3 separate regions of the Zea mays genome follow, and regions 2 and 3 are each linked to region 1. The links are chromatin contacts, called in public Hi-C maps. All regions are on one chromosome and are shown on one strand. The core of a region is the stretch at or near the end of the contact, and the rest is flanking DNA. Distances in the headings are between cores, read along the strand shown. Region 1 holds the start of LOC100272467. Region 2 holds the start of LOC100216746 (putative inactive leucine-rich repeat receptor-like protein kinase). Region 3 holds the start of LOC100502327 (SART-1 family protein DOT2).

What was found. A called contact is a pair of places that touch in the nucleus more often than the background predicts.
Region 2: a Hi-C map of seedling shows a contact between it and region 1, with 8 times the contacts expected there. The contact joins the promoter of LOC100216746 here to the promoter of LOC100272467 in region 1. A contact is called at or near these places in 11 of 25 Hi-C or Micro-C datasets (bundle sheath, ear, leaf and 4 more) and 1 of 3 datasets of contacts at active chromatin or transcription factors (leaf).
Region 3: a contact with region 1 is called in a Hi-C map of leaf, with 8 times the contacts expected there. The contact joins the promoter of LOC100502327 here to the promoter of LOC100272467 in region 1. A contact is called at or near these places in 6 of 25 Hi-C or Micro-C datasets (ear, leaf, root tip and 1 more) and 1 of 3 datasets of contacts at active chromatin or transcription factors (seedling).

Annotation. Positions count from the first base shown.
Region 1 is chr3:149,665,960-149,669,440 of Zm-B73-REFERENCE-NAM-5.0, reverse strand. LOC100272467 reads left to right here and starts at 1,821. Exons shown (of 10, transcript NM_001146939.1): 1 at 1,821-2,446. The coding sequence starts at 2,043.
Region 2 is chr3:149,480,052-149,483,532 of Zm-B73-REFERENCE-NAM-5.0, reverse strand. It overlaps LOC100216746 (putative inactive leucine-rich repeat receptor-like protein kinase), which reads left to right and starts at 1,530. Exons shown (of 2, transcript NM_001317367.1): 1 at 1,530-3,124; 2 at 3,261-3,481. The coding sequence starts at 1,572. It overlaps LOC100285591 (NAD kinase 1), which reads left to right. Exons shown (of 11, transcript NM_001158482.2): 10 at 1-33; 11 at 126-707. The coding sequence ends at 431.
Region 3 is chr3:149,819,278-149,822,758 of Zm-B73-REFERENCE-NAM-5.0, reverse strand. LOC100502327 (SART-1 family protein DOT2) reads right to left here and starts at 1,718. Exons shown (of 13, transcript NM_001323905.1): 1 at 1,298-1,718; 2 at 470-1,070. The coding sequence starts at 1,056.

The DNA.
Region 1 (3,481 bases), core at 572-3,071:
CAGTCCGAGCAGGCGAGCAGGACCAACGAGGCGACGAGCAGGCCAGTAGGGCGAGAAGCCGAGCACGAGATCCCCACTCGACCGCAGGGCGCATAGGCGAGGAGGGCGAGCACGATGCACGATCGACGACGACGAGCAGGGCGAGCAGGGAGGGGCGGTCGGGCGGAAGGCAGAGAGAAAACGGCGCCGCCGCCGTCAGACCGAGAGCAGAGAGGGCGTCGGGGTTGGGGAATGGGGACTCGGGGTCGACGGTTGGGGATAGGGTTAGCCGGTTAGGGTTATGCAGAGAGCCGAGCGTCGGGCCTGCGCTACTTGCAGAGGGTTTCGGCCCATTTAATGGAATTGGGCCTGCGCTGCTTGCACTTGTGTTGTCAAATATACGGGCCGCCGTCGGGCCGACCCATTTATCGTGCCGGACCGGGCCAAAGCACGCGGGCCACCGTATCTGCCCATACCCAACCCGGTAAACGGGCCGTGCCGGCCCGAGCTCGTAACCAACCGTGCCGGACCGGGTTTAGACCGGGCTAAATTCGTGCCGTGCCACGGGCCAAATAGGCGGCCCACACTGTTTGGACATCTATAGCTCCCGCCAGGCCCCGGCCAGAGGCCAGTACCCACATGTCGCCGACTGCCCACTAGCTAGTAGCAGCGTCTCTGTCTGTGTGCGCGCGCGCGTGTTTTCTTTTTGCTGTTCTGCTGGCGTTGCTGTCCTGGGCCCGGCGGGACAAGGACATGGAACGGACGCGAGCTCACCAGAACAGGTCGCGACTCGCGACTCGCGAGCGTGTGCCGCCCGGCCATATGGTGCGTGCGTCTACCTCCTCTCCCTGTCGAACAAAAGATGAGCTGTCTACTGGTTAGGCAAAAAAAAACCCAGGTAATAACATCTAATAGATAGTTAGCAACATATTACTTAGGCCATATTTCAACCTTCTAAAACTGATATTTAGCGACTAAAATTAGTTGAGAGGTTTAGAACGAGTTAGCTAATAAACCAGCTAATCGTCGCCTATATCTCTTAAATAGTTATTAATTGTTACCTGAAACCATATAACAACTTATTAGCCGACTAATAATTAACTATAGGAATGGAACCAGATCTTAAGCATGTTTGAGAACCTATGATAATTGATAGCCGCTAAAATTAGCTTAGAGGTTTATAACGTGTCAGACAATAGACCAACTAATTGTTACTTATACCTCTTAACTTAAATAGCTATTAGTTGTTACCTGCTCCAACTCAGCTAAAAGCATATAACAACTTATTAGCTGATTAATAATTAGCTCTAGGATTAGAACCAGGTCTTAAGCCTGTTTGAGAACTAACCTATGATAATTGTTAGCAGCTAAAATTAACTTAGAGGTTTATAACGTGCCAGACATTAGACTAACTAATTATTAGTTATACCTCTTAAATAGCTATTAGTTGTTACCTGCTCCAACTCACCTAAAATCATATAACAACTTATTAGCTGACTAATAATCAGCTCTAGAATTGGAACCATGCCTTAAGCCTGTTGGAACCTATAATAATTAAGGTTTTCAAACAGTCCAACTAATTGTTACATCATTAGTTAGGTTGAGACAACTCAAATTAGCCAAAACTTGGAAAACAAAAAAACAAGCTTGGCTAATCACTAGTACTAATCTCATGACGCCACGTGTGGAAAACAAAAAACCTGAAACAGAAGAAAGAAATCCCCCTCCAATAATGTTCGCGTGGCCGCGCCGCCCCCTCCACCCACCCACCAAAACATAAAAAGTAAACGGGCACTAGAACCGGGACGGAGCGCAACGCAACAAGCAGCAGAGGGCCAGAGGCGAAGCAGAACAGCACCACCCGCCTTCGCCTCCACTCCCGCCCGGGAATCTTCTTCGTCCCTCCCTCACTCACGCCATTTCATTCCTTCCACAGTTCCGCCGCCACCGGCCACCACCAGCGCATATATAAAAGACCCAGCAGCGACTGCGCCACTCCGCCGCGCAGGCAGGCGGTCCCGTCCCACCACCCACCCCGCGACCGCGAGGCCGCGACCCCGCTGATGATGGCGCCGTCCCCCGTCACGTGCAGCCCCTCCGCGGCGCGGCACCGCCCGCTGCAGCTCCGCTCCCCCGCGCCGCGCGCTGCTGTCGTGGCGGCGCTGCCGCTGCGGAGGAGGGAGGCGCTGCCGCACGCGCTGTGGATCGCGGCGGACCCGTGGGCGTCGGCGCGCGCGTGGACGAGTCTGGGCCTGGGCACGGGCAGGAGGGACGCGGCGAGGTGCGCGGCGGCGGGGCAGGTCGCGGGGACTAGCAGCGCGGGCGTAGGGAGGAGCGCCGGGATGGAGGTGGTCGTCGCCGCGGCTGCGGTCGTCGCCATGGGCACGGGGAACCGTGTCCTCTACAAGCTCGCGCTCGTGCCGCTCCGGAAGTACCCGTTCTTCCTGGCGCAGTTCGCCACGTTTGGGTGCGTCCGTGCGCCTTCTCCTCCCTTCCTCCCTCCTCGCTTGCGCCCGCATTGATCGGTCGTCGTCGTAGTAGATGGCACACGCGATGCGCTGGTGGCTGTCGCTGTGCTCGACCGGATCGAGCAATGTCGCTTGGGCTTGGAAGCTTGAACAGTAGAGATTCGTCGTCTCCGTCAAGCCGTGCGCTGTCGTGGATGGTGAATCATTTCTGGCTGGGGTCCCACGTGTCTTGTGGAAAGAATAACTCGGCGAGTATTTTTTTTTGGGGGGGGGGGGGGGGGGGGGGGTTGTTGTTGCTAAATCTGGATGCCGTTGTGCGACTGCAAACTGTCGTGTTTTTTCCCCCTGGCGCCAGATAGAGATCATGAGAGCCGTCCTCTTTTCATGTCAAACGGGGTAAACAGGGAATATATATAGGCTACAGAAATAGCATTTTAATAAAAACTAGGGCTCGTTTGGTTAAAAGTGGATTGGAGGATTCAACCCCCCTCTAACCAAATAAGCTTTAGGCCTTGTTCGTTTGTACCGGATTGGTGGGTCGGAACGATTCCTAACCGAATTGTTTTTCTAGTTTATATAAACTTTGATTAGCTGGAACGATTCCAGGTGCAATCCGATAGAAACGAACAAGGCCTTACTGAGCTCTTGTTGTCATGCATCAATGATTAGCGAGTCAGTGAGTCAGGTAGCACGAAGCACAAAATGAGCCAGTGAACCAGCGGGCATCAGTTAGGTAGCACAGAGCACAACACTTGTAGTAAATATAAAATAGATAATTGCTTATACTGCAATCCATGATTGATACACGCAAAACTGGTTGTACCCTATTAGCAAGTAGCTTTCTCAGGAGTTTGACTCATGAGTTTAGAAGGGAAATAGGTCGGAACTCTGATGTGTGTGATTTGGGTGATGTATGACTTGTTGGTGCTTCTCAGACCAATTGTGCCTTATTGAAACTCTTTGCACAGTTTATAGAAATCATACTTGATGGTTGACCAGCATTTCTTGAGAAATTCATTGCTGAACCCATCAGG
Region 2 (3,481 bases), core at 281-2,780, 190 kb after region 1:
TTAGCAGCTGGAGGGTCCATGGTTCATCCTCAGGTACGGCCCCAATCGATTTACAAGCGGCTCAGCAAGCAGCATTACCTGTCCATCCTGCAGTTTGGTTTCTAATGTCTAGCCGGCGTTTGCAGGTCCCAGGGATCCTTTTCACCCCAATCTGCCCGCACTCTCTGTCATTCAGACCTTTGATTCTGCCTGAATACGTGACCCTCCGCGTTCAAGTGCCGTTCAACAGCAGGGGCAATGCCTGGGCATCCTTCGACGGCAAAGACCGACAGCAGCTGTCGCCCGGTGACGCCCTGATCTGCAGCATTTCTCCCTGGCCCGTGCCCACAGCCTGCCTGGTGGACTCGACGACCGATTTCCTCCGCAGCATCCATGAGGGTCTCCACTGGAACTTGAGGAAATCCCAGTCATTTGACGGCCCGCGTGATTGATGCAACAGCTGTTCAGTTATATTTCAGCCCGGTGCCAGAATTCAAGCTGGGAATTCTCAACAGGAATAACTGTAGCTACTCCAGGGTGCTCTCACCTTTACCGTTCCATACTTGCCTATATACAAAGGTTGCGTGCGTTAGATGTGAGGTATAGATAGATGTATAGAATATGGATGGATGATAACGACTGGACATGTTGAATAATACAACGCCAACGTATGCACGTATACATGTGATGTGCCCCCGTGATCTGAAAGAAATAATCCGCGAGCCATACACGACGAGATGGCAGCTTCTGTAGCTGTTCTGGTACAGCTTTGCAGTCATGCGGATCTGGGCACTTTAGGCGGATACCCTTTTCAGCTTCCATACTGGTGGTAACTCACTGAACTGACGAATGGAGTCATGGACTGGGGCAGCCTCTGCTGCTCGTCCTCCCGTCCTGTGACGGCCAGATGGATGGGTTCCTGCCTACTGCCTGCTGCCCGCTTGGGCATGGGGGCGATCGGCCACGCGTTTTGAATCCGTGATCAGGATTAACAAAAAAAAGCTGAGTACCTTTCGACGTGATTCTGGCGGCTGCCTTTTGTTCTGCTGCGTGAATTGAAGGCCGAGTATGGAAACGGCCGGCGCATATGATTCTTTAACACACTATCATTCCCTTTCCACAGCTGCAGAATAGTACTCCAGTAGACAGCTTGTGCGCGCGCGCGTCGTCGTCGTCTCAATCGCCGTGCGGTGTCGTGTTCCGGCGAGCTAGATTCCTCCGGCGACCCCACCGCCCAGCGGCAGAGAACCGGGGCATGGCCATGGGCGGCCATGGCCATGGCAAACCCGAGGACCTGGCCGGGACCGGAGAACGTGAAGTCCTTTGTTGCTTTCCTTGTGTCCAAACCTACCCCCCGCCCCCCTCCCTTCGCGAGTCACGGGCAATCCAATGCAGCGACGCGCCCGCGGCCCGGCTGCCCTTCCCCGCGGCTCCGATGGACTACACTCCCAAAACACAGCTCGGCACCGGTACCACTTCTCCTCCCCCGTGCCACTAGATCTCATCCACTTCCATTCACCGTCATCGCCAGTTCGCCACCATATCTATCCCATCCCGGAAACATTCTGCACCCGCAGCTGCAGCCTTCAGAAATGGCCGCCACTACTGCCGCCAACTCTCCTGCTCTCCTCCTCTTCCTCCTGCTGCTGCTCATTGGGGGCGCGCCACCAGCGACGAAGGCCGACATGCCGATGGCGGTGAACGAGGAGGTGCTGGGGCTGGTAGTGTTCAAGTCGGCGCTGTCCGACCCGACAGGTGCGCTGGCGACGTGGACGGAGTCGGACGCGACGCCGTGCGGGTGGGCGCGCGTGGAGTGCGACCCGGCCACCTCCCGCGTGCTCCGCCTCGCCCTCGACGGGCTGGCGCTGTCCGGCCGCATGCCACGGGGCCTCGACCGCCTGGGCGCGCTCCAGGACCTCTCCCTCGCCCGCAACAACCTCTCCGGCCCGCTCCCGCCGGGCCTCTCCCTCCTCGGCTCCCTCCGCTCCCTCGACCTCTCCTACAACGCCTTCTCCGGCCCGCTCCCCGACGACGTCGCGCGCCTCGCCTCCCTCCGCTACCTCGACCTCACGGGCAACGCCTTCTCGGGACCGCTCCCGCCCGCCTTCCCGCGCACGCTCCGCTTCCTCGTGCTGTCCGGCAACCAGTTCTCCGGGCCCGTGCCGGAGGGGCTGGCGTCCGGGAGCCCGCTCCTGCTCCACCTCAACGTGTCCGGCAACCAGCTCTCCGGCTCGCCGGACTTCGCGGGCGCGCTCTGGCCGCTCGAGCGCCTGCGCACGCTCGACCTGTCCCACAACCTCTTCTCCGGCCCCGTCACTGACGGCATTGCCAGGCTCCATAACCTCAAGACCCTCAGCCTCAGTGGCAACCGCTTCTTCGGCGCTGTCCCGGCGGACATCGGCCGGTGCCCGCACCTCAGCACCATCGACCTCAGCTCCAACGCGTTCGACGGCCACCTCCCCGACTCCATCGGCCAGCTCGCCTCGCTGGTCTACCTCTCCGCGTCCGGAAACCGTCTCTCCGGCGACGTCCCCGCGTGGCTCGGCAAGCTGGCCGCGGTGCAGCACCTGGACTTATCCGACAACGCTCTCACCGGAAGCTTGCCGGACTCGCTCGGCGACCTCAAGGCGCTCAAGTACCTGAGCCTGTCCAGGAACCAGCTCTCCGGCGCCGTCCCGGCCTCGATGTCCGGGTGCACCAAGCTCGCCGAGCTGCATCTTAGGGACAACAACCTCAGCGGCAGCATCCCGGACGCTCTGTTCGACGTCGGGCTCGAGACGCTCGACGTGTCGTCGAACGCGCTCTCGGGCGTCCTGCCCTCGGGCTCCACCAGGCTGGCGGAGACGCTGCAGTCGCTCGACCTCTCCGGCAACCAGCTCACCGGCGGCATCCCCACCGAGATGTCGCTCTTCTTCAAGCTCCGGTACCTCAACCTGTCCCGCAACGACCTCCGCGCGCCGCTGCCGCCGGAGCTCGGCCTGCTCCGCAACCTGACGGTGCTCGACCTGCGTAGCACGGGACTGTACGGCGCCATGCCTGCCGACCTCTGCGAGTCCGGTAGCCTCGCCGTGCTCCAGCTCGACGGCAACTCTCTCTCTGGCCCCATCCCCGACAGCATCGGAAACTGTTCTTCTCTGTACCTCCTGTGAGTGTTATACTTGTGTTGCGTTGGTGCCGTTGCATGTGTGCTGCGTGTTGGTCTGTCACGATCACGAGTTCACGAGTCACGACACGACACGTCGCGTCCGTCTAACCATGGTGGTTTTATGCATGCGCTGCAGGAGCTTAGGGCACAACGGCTTGACGGGGCCGATCCCGGCGGGCATCTCGGAGCTGAAGAAGCTGGAGATCCTGCGGCTGGAGTACAACAACCTGAGCGGCGAGATTCCCCAGCAGCTGGGCGGGCTGGAGAACCTCCTGGCCGTGAACATCTCGCACAACCGCCTCGTCGGGCGGCTGCCGGCGTCGGGCGTGTTCCAGAGCCTGGACGCGAGCGCGCTGG
Region 3 (3,481 bases), core at 469-2,968, 150 kb before region 1:
ACGCAACAAGTAAAATAAATCATACAAAATTTAGCTGTAATGCTGTATTTTCAATGTTAGTTGATTATGCATAAATACTGGAGAGAGAGGCCGTTTCCTATGCAATCTGTTAGATTGTGCAAGCGTGCAATTACATTATCTAAGTAATCTAGTGCAAATCTAATGGTGACTGATAATTTTGCGTTTAACCCCTCCCACCTCACCCTTCATCTCTTTAATCCTTGCTGGGTTAAACGTAAAATTAGCAGTCACCATTAGATATGAATTAGATGGCTTAGATTATGTAATTGCACGCTTGCACAACTTAGCAGATTGCACAGGATACGGCCTCATGCGCGCATGCTTCGCGTGCGTGCGTGCGTGTGTGTGTGTCTGTTTGTCTATCATTCAGAAAGCTGAGGCAAATGACAACATACAGTTCCTCAACATACTATCGAAACATATGAGGAAGAAAAGACCAAGTAGTTACCTTGCAATGCGCTCTCTGAGCTCATCTGCTGCGGGCTGCTCAGCATCCCCTGAGGCATCAACTCTCTGCTTCTGAACCCCCTTGTCGCCCTTGGATAAATCTGCTTCGTCTTCTCCACGACCCTTCACCCTTGACTTCTCGTGATCCCTATCCTCCCTCTGCGTCCTATCCTTGTCCTTGTCTCTATTGCGGCTTCTCTCCTTATCCCTGTCCCTCCGCTCCCTTTCCTTATCACGCTCTGCTTCTTTATCCCGGTCTTTGCTACGGTCCTTGTCACGCTGCCGATCTGGTTCCCGCTCCCGATCTTTGCCCCGGTCACGGTCACGGTTACGTTCACGCTCTGGCTCCTTATCCCGGTCTCTGTACTTGCTATCCTTATCCCTGTCTCTCTCCCTATCTCTATCCCTATCCCTATGCTTGCCATCATCCTTGTCCCTTCTCCGGTCGTCCTTCTCTTTCTCCCTGTCCCTTCTTCCACTGCCATTGTGATCCTTCTCCTCCCTCCTATGCCTCTCCCTCCTCTCCTTATCCCGGTGCCGCTCAATGCCGTCCAGCTCCATCTCGTCCACCGCAGCAGCAGACGACATGCGTGACCCAGTAACTTTTGCAAAAACAAACGAAATTATAAGACATGTTGCCTATATAAACTTGTAATTAGGCAGATACAAATACACATACCCAAAAGTTAGGGTTCTGGTGCTCGGTTTCGTACCTAAATAGATTAAGCTAGGGTTCTGGTGCTCGGTTTCGTACCTAAATAGATTAAGCTAGGGTTCGGGTGCTCGGTTTCGCGCGGCAGGAAGTGAAGAGGTCAAGCGGAGGGGTTACCTGGTGCGTGCTGGTCGCCGGCGAAGGGCACAACGAAGACCTGGCGAATAAACCGACGAGTCTAGACCCGAGCACGTGGCGAGCGGCGGCGGCAGTGGAGGAGCAGAATTTCCAACTTGAGTATTCCAACTTCCACGTCAAAAAAAATCCAATCCCACCTCCCCCTACAGCCTGCTCAGCGGTGCGCCCGCGCCCACCGCGCCGAGGTCGCGCCCTGCGCCCCTGCCGCCGCAACTGTCCGCTCGTGCGCGCGGCACGCTGGCCACGGATGCCTTGCGCCCAGCCGCCTGCAGCCGTTAGGGTTAGGCGTTTGGCAGCTCCCCTCCCGCTGGCCGCCACCGCCGACGCCGGCTAGGGTTAGCGCTGCAGCCTCCAGCCTCGTGTCTCCGTGAACGTTCGAAGCAGAGATGAGCAGAGTGTGAGGGGCGCCTGGGACCTGGGCAGGATTGGGTGGCCGCGTGTTCTGGCCAAACGGCCCAAGACGCCTAGTGGGCCGTCCTGCGGGTTTGGGATTTCGAAAGATTTTTTTTCTCTGTTTTGGGCTAAATTGAGTAACTATGAGTTAATAGTTAGTGACTAAAATTAGTTGAGTCATTCAAACACCCTATTAATAGTTTAGCTATCGGCTATTTTTAGTAATTAATTAATAGTTAGATAGCTATTTATTAGTTAGCTAATTCCACTAATAATTTTTAGCCAACTAACTATTAGTTTTAGTACATTCAAACACCCCTATATAATCCAATTTAAAACACACCAACCAAATCACCCCACACTCACTTAAATCAAATTAACAATATTATTTGGAATATTGGGTCATTCCTAATTCATCATCCCTCCCCTTCTCCCGTGCCCCCTCACTCACAGCCTCCTCGCATCCCCCTCAAACGTGACGCCGCCACCGTCAACCGACTCAACCACTACCCTCACGTCGCTGCCACCGTCAATCCCTCTCTGTGGGATCTTAGCGTTATCACGAGGTATATGCTAGTACATATAGGTGTACGAATAAAATTAGGTATTTTCTATAATAGCTTTATATTTGGCCCCTTTAGCGTGGACCTAGGGATGGCGGTGGGTACTGGTATAGGTAAATAACCATCTTTATATCATCTAATATCTACTATATTAAAGCATCAGTTTGTCTAATTCCATGGTTTTTATCGTGGTTGTGCCCCCACATTTATTTAAATTACAAAGACGCTAAAATTATGTATAAATGGGGATTCGAACCATGGTTGTTAGCTCTAAACCCACGTTTAAACTAATTGTGCACAAATTGTTGTTTGAACCTTGGTTGTTTGCTCCATATTCACACCCACCTACCAATAGAACACATATTTTTGTGTCTCGTTAAAATAGTCTACTCGTATGATATATAGAAATAGTGGCAATGCACGAGCAACTAACTAGTGGGTAATTATGTGTCACACATTGATATGATAGAATTTCTTACCCCATAGGTACGAGTATGGGTATAATGTAGTATCCACGGGTAAATTTCTCGAGAGAATGGATATGTACTATCCATACCTACCACCTGATGGGTATCTGACATGTGGGTCATCTAGATAGTTTAGGCATTCCAAATTCCTATTCGAAGATTCAACCCTAACCTGCCTATAGGCTATGGATGAGAGCCCAAGCAAACCCTCATGCGATCGCCCCCATCTTCCACCATGTGTCGCCATCCTCCATGTTGTGTCCAGTGCCCCCATCCTCCATGCTGCACCGGGCCCATCCTTCATTGTTGTGTCCCCATCCTTCTGAGTCCCGTTGTACCACGCGCCCATCCTCAATATTACATAGTGTGCCCCATCTGTCGTACACTGAAACCACCATCGCCTTGTTGTCGCCTCCTAGAAGTTTGGCAACAATTGAAACCTTCTTCTATCATAGACTGACTCCAGTGGGTAACTGGTATCCGTCGGGTAGTGGATACCTGATGGGCATGGGTATGGGTTGGGTTTTATCTCGCGGGTATGGATTCGTGAACCATACACCATGTACTACCCACCTAACTACCATCCCTATGTGGCCCATGGAAGGGATAAGGAAAGGTAGGCGATGAATGTAGCATGCGGAGACTTATAAACACATCGGGTTGACGTGGAGGCGAACGTAGAGCAGGAACTAGTGTTGCGTAACTTTCTCCTTATTCTATTTCAAAATAATTAAAGCTTT